Linked DNA regions of Sus scrofa: region 1 is linked to region 2. Evidence: chromatin contacts called from public HiChIP or PLAC-seq data. All regions are on one chromosome and are shown on one strand. The core of a region is the stretch at or near the end of the contact, and the rest is flanking DNA. Distances in the headings are between cores, read along the strand shown. Region 1 overlaps SMARCA2 (probable global transcription activator SNF2L2). Region 2 overlaps LOC100737021 (a long non-coding RNA gene).

What was found. HiChIP or PLAC-seq counts read pairs in DNA pulled down with a chosen protein or histone mark.
Region 1: an H3K27ac HiChIP or PLAC-seq map of skeletal muscle shows a contact between it and region 2, with 3 times the contacts expected there. The contact joins two enhancer-like sites. A contact is called at or near these places in 1 of 47 Hi-C or Micro-C datasets (heart right ventricle) and 1 of 2 datasets of contacts at active chromatin or transcription factors (skeletal muscle).

What each region holds. Positions count from the first base shown.
Region 1 is chr1:219,685,375-219,691,950 of Sscrofa11.1, reverse strand. The region is part of intron 27 of SMARCA2 (probable global transcription activator SNF2L2); the gene reads left to right. Among named protein-coding and RNA genes, the nearest start is that of SMARCA2, 130 kb to the left of the region's middle. Within about 2 kb of position 4,155, at least 4 of the 83 cell types and tissues checked have an H3K27ac peak or open chromatin away from gene starts, as enhancers often do.
Region 2 is chr1:219,335,312-219,341,417 of Sscrofa11.1, reverse strand. The region is part of intron 5 of LOC100737021 (a long non-coding RNA gene); the gene reads right to left. Among named protein-coding and RNA genes, the nearest start is that of VLDLR, 130 kb to the right of the region's middle. Within about 2 kb of position 3,142, at least 4 of the 83 cell types and tissues checked have an H3K27ac peak or open chromatin away from gene starts, as enhancers often do.

The DNA.
Region 1 (6,576 bases), core at 2,906-5,405, 350 kb before region 2:
AAAGCATTAAATTATTTCAGAGAAAACCTATTTGGTGATAGGAAAAGAAGAAAGAAAATATTTCTGTTGTATGTCTTCAATGTAAGATTTGGGTGACTGGACAAAGGCAAAAGGGGTAAAAGAGGCCCCCATCCTCACTCATTAGTGGAATGAAGGAGGATGAAACATTTCCTTGCTGAATGTGTTCTGGGACACGCCCATGGGTTTATTCATCTCAAGCCCGCCAACCTGTACTCACTCAGCTATCAAGTCTCTAGTTTTCTCCTTAACCCCCTGTGGCTGCAGGAAGAGCATGGGGCTAGCGGTCAAGAGGCTGGCCTGGGCTCCTTGCCCTACTGCCAGCTAGGTATATGATCTGGGTCCAGCCTCTTAATCCGGAGCAGAGTTGCATTCTCTTGGGATTTGCCAGATCCTTTCACCCATCTAAAGACAACCTCTGAAATCACAGGAAGCTGCCTTGCTTTTAACTTTTCACTGTGCTTTTAGTAATGATCATCCCTGCTTTCTGATTGGTGGGTCCATTGGTGGAAGAGGCTGTTCAGAAGCACATTCAATGCAAAGCCCATTTATCAAATGTCAAGTAGGTCAGGCTACTCTCAGTATATGGATGGGGAGAGCAGCATTACCTGTCGAGCTTGGTTCCTCGCCATGGCTGGCCCACCTTATTAGTGCAATTAAGAGCCAGAGTTGAGTGACGCTATTAGAGATAATATTGCACACTTAGCCACCTTAAAGAGCTTGTCAAGAGCAGGTCTCCCAGTGTACACAGATGGGACTTAATAGAGATTAAAACAGATTGTGAGATGCTCTAATTTGTAGGGCTTTTAACTATTCAGGAAATCAGGAAATCATACTTTAAACAACATGTATCCTACTTCAGACTAGACTTTTAGTGTCATGTCTTTCGGGACGTTGTTGTGGGTTTTCCCTCCACTCATCCTCAGGCTCTGGAGGACAGAAGGGCAGCTGCCTCTTTGGCTTACGGTATGGCCTCCAGACCCGGTTGACAATGGCATTCATCTGGCGGCTTCTGGGACACCCAAGCCTCCCTAACAGCCACATCTGTGCTCCTGTGGGTTTCTCCCCACCCTGCTTGGCCTCCAGGGGGGTAGCACTCCAGCACAGCACATCCCCCATCCTCCTTAACAAAAGAAAAAGCAGATTGCTGGTGTTTTAGAGAATAGCTTTCCTCTTGTTCAGGATAGTTCATGTGGCTACTCAGAAAGGTCAGAGGGCACTTTCCAGAGCAAACGCCAGTTCTGATAACCCTCTACTCCCAGCCCTACCCCCTGCATCCAGCCCACTAGAGCCCTCCCATTGCAAGTATAATTGAATCAAAGCACTTAAGAAGGTCTCCAAGGCCATGGCCATCTGGCCTCTGACTGGCCCTCGGATCTCATCTTCTCCTCTTGCTCTCTGGGTGGCTGCCACACTGTGCTGTCTTTTTGTCCTGTTCACTTCCAAGAAGGCTCTTTTCCAGGTGGTCACATAACTGTCTCCATGTGCTAATGGTCTGTTTACAGACAGAGGCTTCCTGACCACCCTGGCTGAGTGAGCCAGGCCCTGCCAGTAACCATCCAATATCCCACATAGATTTTCTTCATGGCCCTTGCCATTATCTAAAGCTTATCTCATTGGCCTGTTCCACTGGTACTAAGCTCCAAGAAAGCCAGGACTCTCTGTCTTCTCCACTGATATATTGTAGCACTAAAGCAGCAACTCATATGCATGCCTAGCAGTCCATCAATCCCTGTGAATGAATGAACATACCAGCCAGAGACTATGGCTAGGAGAGGATATTCAGTTACACTTCTTGTCCTTTTGGTAAAGCTGGCAGAATTCTGCATTGTTTTTTAACCAGTACTGATCAAGGTAAAAATTACTGGCATTCCTTCCCCTTAGATTCATGATCGGTGTCTTCATGTAAAGATTTCTTACTTAGGGAGTTCCCATTGTGGCTTAGCGGTAACAAACCTGACTAGTATCTGTGAGGACATGGGTTCGACCCCTGGCTTCACTCAGTGGGTTAAGGATCTGGCATTGCCGTGAGCTATGGTATAGGTCACAGATGCGGCTCAGATCCTGCCTTGCTGAGGCTGTGGCATAGGCCGATAACTGCAGCTCCAACAATTTGATCCCTAGCCTGGGAACTTCCATATGCCATGGGTATGGCCCTAAAAAGACCAAAAAAAAAAAAAAAAAGAAAAAGATTTCTTACTTAAAAGAATTCTAAAGGCATGTGCTTTTGACATAAATGCTCTTGAATGTCTCATGATTTTGAAAGTTCTGTTTTAATTTCAAAACACATTGATGAAGATTGTTTAAATATGCATAAATTGCTTCAATCCAGCTATTCCCTAGGAGTTCTCATAGATTTTACAATAGCTTTCTTCTGGCTTAAATCCTCATTTCTTTTTTGGCAAAAATGGGATCAATACTTTTAATCTAATTCAAAATTAAAAGGCAAGAAAGAAGGCCCTAAATTAATTGGGTCTTCATTTCTATTTTTGTACAAAAAAGTTTCCAACAGAGAATTTTAAGTATAAGGTCCTATACCTTTTAGATGGCTTCCTTTCTTATTTTCTGAAAGAATGTTGAATTGTCAGAATCGTGAAAAATTGTAGATGGAACCATGAAACTTTGCTGTAGGCAAAGCTTGATGCTTGTTCTGCTGCTCCTACTGAAATCCAGTATCAAAGGCCACTGTGTTCATAGTCCATCTTAAAAAATATATTCCACACACATGGCACCATTTTATTTGTTTTGGGGATTTTTTGTTTCTTTTTTATTTCCTTTTGGTGCCATTTTTTAAAAAAATATCTTTCCCTTGGACCTCGTAGACTGTTTTCCAAAGATTATTTAAAATGATAGCCTCAAAACTCCAGTTTTCCTGAGGCTACCAGTAGTTCTCTCCTTCTCTTCCATGCTTGCCTCTCATAACTCAGTGAGCAGACACAGGCCTCAGGCATCAGGAGCTCCGGGCTCTGGTTCCACACCTGGTATTGTTTTGTTGTGTGATGTCTTAGATAAGTCACCTCACCTCCTTGGGCCAGGTTCCTTGTCTTTACATTGGAGACGTGAAGTGAGGGGTGGAGTGAGGAAGTAAGCACGGCCATCTCTCCCCTGTCCCTCTTTGACTTTGTCATGGGTGGTTCTAGAAAGGACTACATGGGTTTGTATTGGTCTGGCTCCCACTGAGACTCTACTCTCAGCAACTAAAACTCAGGGGGATATGGGTGAGAGATTTTTCTCCTTCTCCGTAGCCAGGCTTTCACTCAAAACTGCAGGTTGACCAGGGGTTCTACAGCCCATTGATGGACTCTGTACACCTTCCCAGTGTATGGGACCAGCTGGTTGTTGGTAGCATTTAGAGACTGAGCTGAGTCCTGTGTGCTGTTAGTTTACAATGGACAGGATAACAGTGTAGTAGAGTTGGTGAGGGGATACTTCCGTGCCTCAGTGAGCTGCTTTCTCTACACAGGTGGGTAGGGGCTTCAGCCACTCTGTGCAGATCAAGACCAAGAATTTTATAGCACTTTGTCATCAAGAAGAAACTACCCACCTTATTTTTTTTTTGTAATCCCTTCTACCAAGTAGAGTACATAACAGCCGCTAGACGGATCTGTTTTATTCATCGAAACATATCAAGTCTCCCCGCCAAATTATCAAGATGGAATCTGTTTGCATTCACTTTAATTAAAAGAAAAATACACTCATGTCGTGGGATATTATTGGAAGGTCTGGGAAGGATGTTGTGGCGTCCAGCAGACTACAGTGTCAACATTCCAGGGGAATCCCTGGCTTGAACATTTGTTTTTCAAGAGAATTAACAAACCCAGCATAGGGATTTTATTTGCCACCATTTTATCTTGTTACACAAATCTAATGAATGACTGTTTGTTAGTAGTTTCATCAGTCGTATCTTTCTGCATTTTTATCATCAGCACCCTGGAGCTTAATATCTTTCTAAAAAAACTGGAGTTTAAAGTAGATTTTGAGGGATTTTTCTCCATCATAAAAGTGCAGTGAGAAACATGGAAGAGTGAGGGGAAGAAAATAGAATCACCTGTAACCTCATTGACCTTCACATACCCAGCTTGGAGAAGGAGCCAGGGAAAATCATAGACAGGGATTACTCTGGTGCCATTACGTTCAGAATTATTTTTAACCTGTTATGAGGCTTGGCTCTTCTGTAGCAGTTCCAGTAAATCCTAACCCATGATGTCCATCAGGCCCCAGCCTGTTGTTAATAGTATTTGCATGTCCTTCCACTTGATTTTGAGAACACCCTGTTTTCCTGTGCACCCGCTGCCAAAGGACTGATTTTTTTTTTTAGGATCATTAAGGGATTTGTGGGGGCATGCCTTCCCAACACTGGATAGTGATTTTTGCTTCTTCTTATAAACAGGGCTTTTCTTTTTCCACTTTTAAGTTTCACAGGCTGTTTTTCCCCTCTCTTCTAAAGATGGATTTTCAACTCCATCACAAAACTGTTAGAACTCAATATTAAGTGAATTCAGTCAAGTGACAGGGTGCAAAAAACTGGTTCTCAAAAATCGGCTGTCTGTTTCTATTCACTAACCACAAATTATCAGAAAGAGAAATTAAGAAAACAATCCTCTTTACAATTGTATCAAAACCCATAAAATATCTAGAAATAAATTTAATCAAAGAGGTAAAATACCTATACACTGAAAACTATATGTCACTGGTGAAATAAATTGAAGAAGACTCAAAGAAATAGAAAGCTATTTCATGCTCATGAATTAGAATTAATCGATAATATTAAAATGTCCATATTACCCAAAGCAATATACAGATTTAATGCAAAGCTTGTCAGTTCCAGTGACATTTTCTTACAGAAATAGACCAAGCAATCCTAAAAAATTTTTTGGAACCACAAAAGACCCTGAATCACTAAAGTCCTTTTGAGAAAGAAGAACGAATCCAGAGGCATCACTCTCCCCAATTTAAAATATATCACAAAGCTGTAGTAATCAAAATGTTACTGGTATAAAAACAATACACAGATCAGTGAAACAGAATAAAGAACCCAGAAATAAACCCATGCATGTATGGCCAATTAATTTATGACAATGGAGGCAAGATGGGGAAAGGAAGGTCTCTTCAATAAATGGTATTAGGAAAACTGGACAGCAGAACTGAATTCTTAATCCAAGTTCATTCCCAAGACTTTTCCTTCAGGACTCTTCTTGAGCCAGACTGTTTCTCTCAGTTCCTACACTGTCCCCTCCCTTTTCTATACCAGACAGTGCTAGGCTGGGTATTGTAAATACACTTCACATTTTAATCCCCTAAAGACTTGGAATAAGTATTATTTCTCCCATTTTAAAGATGAGGAACTAAGCTTCACAGGTCTGGAGGATGTTTTGTTTTTTGTTTTTCATTTTATGCTGCACCTGCAGCATATGGAAATTCCCAGGCACGGAGTCAAATTGGAGCTGCAGCTGGAGCCTGTGCCACAGCCACAGCAACATCAGATCTGAGCTGCATCTGTGACCTATGCTGCAGCTTGTGGCAATGCTGGGTCCTTAACCCACTGAGTGAGGCCAGGGATTGAACCCACATCCTCACAGACACTCTATTGGGTTTTTAACCCTCTGAGCCACAATGAGAACTCTGAGGATGGTTTTTGGATTTACCATTTAGTATATGGCAGGTATATTTGTGTAATGTTGAATGTATTGCCTTTTGGATCTTGAAAATGTACATCAGAGCACGTCTAAGGGAGTATGGGGTTTGGCAAAAGACAGATCACACCCCAGTTCACAGCCCCTTTGCCTGCTGAGGTTGCCTCCTCCTGGCTTGTGAATTCAGCTGCTTCTTGAAAAGGTGCAGGAGTTCAGGTTACATCAGCAACATGTGAATCGCTTGGTGACCCTGGGGGATTGTTCCACTCAAGACAGCCTCCAGGAAGGGATGTAGGACATGCCTTGTGAAGGCTATTAGTCCCTCAACTCAAGCAACTCAACTTGGAAAAAGTCTTCTTTGCAGACCTCCTTCCCCAGCAGCAGGCTCTGGGGGCTTGCAGGGACTCAGGCCGGTATTTCCACCCAAATTGTTGCTCGTTTCTAGGGAGGCCGGAGCCCTCCCTTTTTTCTCCTCACTGGTTCACTTGAGTTGCCCACATGGCTCTGCCTCTGAGCTGAAAAGGGCCGTTGAGCTTCACTGTTAGTCCATGTTAGAGGGTCCTTTCTGCCTGGGGTTGAATATCTATCTCATTTAAACCATTTAACTCCCAAAGCGGGAGCAAGACAGAAGATTGTATAATTACTTGTTAAAATAGAAGCATTTTAAAGAGATAGGCTGGAGCCAGATACATGAAAAACAAAAATCTTCATTTTGTCTCATTTATCTGACTTAGTTTAATTCACTGTATAATCCTATAGCCCTCCCTTGAACAGTGATCTTTTAAGCCAGACCTTCAAATGTACTGCCTGATAAACCCTGTCATTTTGAGAAAGCAGAGGAGTAAACAATAAAGACTTAATTTTATTTCAACAAGATTTTGGGGTCCCGCTGGTGAGCAAGGCATCAATCTAAATGCCGTGGGAG
Region 2 (6,106 bases), core at 1,893-4,392:
GGCATCACCTAGAAGCTTGATAAAAAGTGCAGACCTGGAGTTCCCACTTCAGGACAGACTGTGGCACAGTGGGTTAGGAGTCTGATTGCAGTGACTTGGGTTACTGCAGAGATGTGGGCTCAATCCCTGGCCCGGCGTAGTAGGATCTGGTTTTGCCGCAGCTGTGGTGTAGATCACAGTTGAGGCTCAGATCACAGTTACAGCTACAGCTCAGGTTCAATCCCTGGCCCAGGAACTTCCATATGCCTCAAGTGCAGCCACAAAATAATAAAAAAAAAAAATGCATACCTAATGAATCGGAACCTTCACTTCCTCAAGATCCCATGTAATTCCTATGTACATTAAAGACTGAGAAACAGACATGGAAGATACTCTAACTGTCCAGCTTCTCCACTGACTTAGGTTTTCAGAGTCTCCTTTTGCTGGTCCTCTTCCATGTGCTCTTTCATGACCTATTAAGTACCCATGTAATAATTAGTTATTAAAGGCAGAAGACTTGAGGGTGATTTGTGATAGAATGAGTATAATATGCTTCCAGATTAATATCATCTAATGAAAGATTATATTCTTTATTGGTGGGAATTTACTGGAGAAGGAGTCCTACAAAAATCCATTGACAGGTAAGTAAATGAGTGAATGTAGTTGTGTGTGTATACTGTCTCTGAACCCAATGAATCAGAAAAAATTACAAGCTCTGACTTCCTGTCTGATTCTCACTCATTCCTCCTACACTCTAGGCAGCAACTATAGGCTTCCCATCCACCTTTAGGACCACCTGCAGATGGCAAGATGGCATTCTTCCTTCTGAGGAGCATACGTGTCTTCACTAGTCCTATCCTCTAGGACAGCCCTATTCTGGTGCAGACATAAACTTCTAACTCTCCACAGCTGATAGTCCAAAACTTCAAACAGTGTAACATAATCAGACCTCATGTATAAGACAAGAACCCAAGCATTTAATGACAACTGGATGTTGACTGATGGAAAAACCAGGCCTCATATCTCTGGTAGCTTCCTCTTTCAGTCCCCAAAGCACACTACTTTATGCTGTGGAATAACCAACTGCTTCCACTGCCCCACAAACACCATCTGTTCTGTGCCTTTCCTATTCCCTCAACCTGGAATGCCCTTTAGGTCTGTCACTGCCTGGCTAACCTCTGCTCATCTTTTAAGACTCAGCTCAGGATGCATCTGCTCCTCCAGGCAGCCTTCTTTCAACTCCAGGCTGCATGAGATGCCTCCCCCCTGCACCCTGTTTTAACTTGCCTGTATCGTCATAGACCAGTGCTATCCAACAAAAATCTAACGGAAGCCACAAAAATTTAAATTTTCTAGTAGCAGAGTTTTTAAAAATCAAAAAGAAACAGGTGAAGTTAACTTTAACTATATTTTATTTAACCCAGCACATCCAGAATGGTAATCAGTATTAGATATTTTGCATTCCTTCATCATTTCAAGTCTTCAAAATCCACTGTGTGTTTCATATGTAGAGCACACCTCAATTCAGATCAGAAACATTCCAAGAGCTCAAAAGCTACTCATGACTAGTGGTAACTGTGCAGGACAGACAAGCCTTAAACTGAAATAATCTACTGATGGTTTTGCTTTCCCTATTGGGAGGCAAGCTGCTCAAGGACAAGGTCAATGTCTTACTTGGAGTTTCATCAGTGTTGCATCAGTGCCTGACATATATTGAGCACTCGGCAAATGTTTGCTAAACTAAATGGACCTTAAGGTGTTTTGAGAGAAGGTGGAACTTTTGCAGCTGCTAAAATGAAGCACAGCTTTATGTGTACTGATAATAATAAGGATGATATGAATAATAGCTAATATTTCTGTCTTTGACCTTGTTCTATGCCCTTTAAATGTATTATTTAGTCCTCCCCACAATCTCACGTACTATGCAGCATTATTACCTTCACGTTATAGATAAAGAACTTTTTATTTTCTTTTTAGGGACACACCTGCAGCATATGTAAGTTCCTGGGCTAGGGGCTGAAACAGGGCTGCAGCTGCTGGCCTATACCAGCTTGCGACAACGCCATATCCTTAACCCGTGGAGCAAGGCTAGGGATTGAATCCACATCCTCATGGATACTAGTCTGGTTCTTAACTCACTGAGCCACAACAGGAACTCCTAGATAAAGAAATCTGCCCCCAAATGATATGGCTACTAAGTGGAACAGTCAGAACTTACTGAAGTAGTTAAAGAAAAATAGCTACTTTGTTGTACAGCAGAAATTGTCATGACATTGTAAATCAATTATATGTTTAAAAAATAAAAAATAAAACCAGGTTTGCATCTGTGAGGATTTTTTTAAAGTACATGACAAATACAAACACCTCATAATAATTAAATAGTTGAAAATAAACTACAGTCACAGATGTTATAAGCCTACTCTGATAGGTAAACCTACTCTAGAATCTCCTTTCCCAACCTCGCCAGCATTTTTTCTGGGACTTTGTCATCTGCTGAGTTTTACCTCATACAGGTGTACCTCTTTCCAAGTTTTTGAACCAACTGCTTCTGGTCTGAAATTTAATATCTTTTATAGTTGCCTTCTAAGATACTTGCATTCTGCCTGTCTTATCAAAATGGCAGAGCTCTTCACAAACCACTCTAGTGAGTAGTCATCTTTCTCAGCGCCTCATCTTCTCCCAGGATATGGGGAAAGAATGGGGCATAAACTGTTTTCCTCCACATGCTGCCCCCAGAGGACGCTTCAGTCTTGCTTACACGGCCTGGGGGTGGGGATGGGGGGGGGTAACTAATCACTGCTAATGTGTGCTTTGTATAAGGGAACTGGGCTGAACTCTGTTTAAAAAAATGATGCAGATTTCAATTTTTGTGTGTGTGTACAAAAATTCCATTATCTCTGAACCACGGGAACCAGAACCACATTTGGCAAAGGAAATAAAGCTGGAGACACAAGGAAAGAATAGATTAGGAGAAGCCTTGAAAACAGGCAGCCACGTTTAGATTTGATGTGGTGGGAAATAAAGATCCCTGGAGGGTTTCTGAGCAAGGGAGTGATGTGATGAAAACAGTGATTAAGGAAGATGAAATGCAAGCGGGACAAATTAAAGGGAGGGACGTGGATCTGAGAGGAGGCAGCCATCTGGGCGCTGGGAGGCAGGGAGAGAAAGCCAGGGGACTGGGAAAAGGAATCACGATTCTGTGAATTAACATATGCCACCCTGAAGTCCTTCACTACCAAGTTACCACCAGTTTTTTATGCTCTTACTCTTTCGGCATGGCAAAAATAAACCCATGAGGAGCTGAATATTTTCATTAAAATGATAGTAAAATTTCATCTATGTGAATATAGTGGTTTGACTATATGTGTACCCTGCTGGGCAAATGAGCTTTACCAGGAACCTATGGAACAGTTTGCAGGCAGAAATGGTGCTCAGAGAAAGTTATATTAGACCCTTATTCACAGAATAAACAAGCACAATGAAAACCAAATAATTTTTGTACAGAGAAAGACAAATAGCATATATCACTTATGTGTGGAATCTAAAAAATGATACAAATGAACTATTTACAAAACAGACACAGACTCACAGACATAGAAAATAAACTTACGATTATCGAAGGGGATAGCTCAGGGAGTGGGGGTTGTGCTTGGGAGGGATAAATTAGGAGTTTGTGACTAACAGATACACACTACTATATATATAACAGATAAACAACAAGGATCTACAGGATAGCACAGGGAACTATATTCAATAATACTGTACAGCAAAGGAAACGATGCCCCATCTCTTGGGGTAGAACAAGATGGAAGATGGTATGAGAAAAAATGTGTGTGTGTGTGTGTGTGTGTGTACTGGGTCACTATGCTATACAACAGAAATTGACAGGACGTTGTGAATTAACTATATTCTAATAAAAATATCTTGTGATAATCTATAAAGACTCTGAGAATGAATATACATGTATATAACTGAACCACTTTGCTGTATACCTGAAACTAACACAACACTGCAAATCAACTAACCTTCAATTTAAAAAAAAAGTGTTTTTAAAGCAGCCTCATGTGGATGAAGCCCACAGGACAGCCCATGAGTATCCCTAACTTGTTGCCCTAAAGGATTCTAAAAGCATTCTTTCCAAGTCAGATTCTACAGTGGCAGAAATCCACAAAGAACTTGGGTTAACCAACACTATTTGCCAATGCCCTATGCCCTAAGCCATCATGTTCTCTGAATTTGACCAAATTTTTTTTCTTTTTTTCTTTTTAGGGCCACACCTATGACATATGGAAGTTCCCAGGCTAGAGGCTGAATCAGAGCTACAGCTGGGGGCCTACACCACAGCCATAGTAACTTGGGATCTGAGCCACATCTTCAACCTACACCACAGCTCATGGGCAACGCCAGATCCTTAACCCACTGAGTGAGGCCAGGGACTGAACCTGCAACCCCATGGGTACTAGTAGGATTTGTTTCCACTGTGCCACAACAGGAACTCCTGGCTGCAATTCTAAATGGTCCAGAGACTCAAAAGTTATTTTCATTCAAGATTAGATCTGGAAAGAGCCTCACAGAATATCTAAACCTATAGTTTAACTTTAGTTTCCAGCTGCTCACAATGGAAATACAGTGGATAAATATTAAAATGGGCTCCTTGGCTGGGACTGTGGTGAAAGGCCCAGAATTCTACCTATTCATTCTCTTCACTGCCCTAACAACCCTCTCCGCCTGAATCTTACATATGATACTGAAGACCCTGAACCCTCCGCAGGACTCTGGGCTGAAAAGAATGCTGACTGTAAGACACTAAAATGTCCAGGGCTTTTGTTTTGTTTTGGCTTCTTGTGACAGATGAAAAAAATTGAAGCCTGGAAAGCTAAAGTGAGGCTTCCATTTCCAGCCATATAATGCACCAAATAGCCTGAAAAACAGTCTCCTAAAACCCCAAGAATGCTGGCTAAATGCAAATGTCCATTTAAATGCATCAAATGGACACACAGGGACATAAAGTCCTCAATTTGAAAACGAGTATAACCCATGACCTGGCAATTCAGTGTCTAGGTAAGTGCCCAACAACAGTGGAGACGCACCATGGAATCATTTTCGTAAATTACAAACAGGGCATTTTTGCATGGGTGAAATAGAACAGACCAAACTGGATTATAGCTGAATAGACAAGAGTATTATTCTGAGAAATTTTATTCCACATGTGTGTGTATACATATACAGACACACAGAAATGTAGCCCGTGTGTGTGCTGGGTTTCCATGCAAAGTGGAGCTTTAACTGTGAGGACAGACAACATTGTGAAAAAAATGTGATTTTTGAGAAGCTTTTGTATTAGTACATGAAATGAACAAGAATACTCATTGAAACATTGTTTATCATAGCACAAAATTAGAAACAATCTAATTATTCATCGACAGGAGAATGGAGCTAACTAGATAGATTGACAAATACATAGACAGACATCTGTTCACAAACCATTACAATACACAGCAGTTAAAATGAATGGACTAGAGCTTTGTTGCTGAAATCTAATGCTAAATGCAAAAAGAGCAAATTGCAGAATGATGCCCATCATATTTAAAGTTATATAAAGTTTTATTCAGAAGCCATCATTACACTGGATCTTACAGGGACCTAACCCTACACTTACAGAGGAGTCATTTAAATGCAGACCACAGTACGTCTTTAAATCCTATTTCAAAGGCAAAAATTAAAGAGTATGAAATGGTATAATAAAAGGGATTTGAAATGTCAAAAAATAAAGTTATTTCAAGTTTTAAAACATGCAAAGCAAGAGTATCTATTGTGGAAAGATATGCATGTATATAGAAGTGTGAAAGCATGCAAATTCAGGACAGTGTTAATCTCTGGAGCAGGAAGAAGGGAACTAGGATTAAGGAGGAATCCACAAAGAACTAAATTAGATCTGAAGCAAACTCGTCCAAATGTCAGGACTGCCTAGAACTCAATAGTGGCACACACAGTTCTGTTATTGTATTCTCCCTATTTTTTCCTGTTAATTGAAAAAAAAATTTTTTTGTGGAGTTCCCATTGTGGCTCATCGAATTAAGAATCCAACTAGTATCCATGAGAATCCAGCTTCGAACCCTGGCCTTGC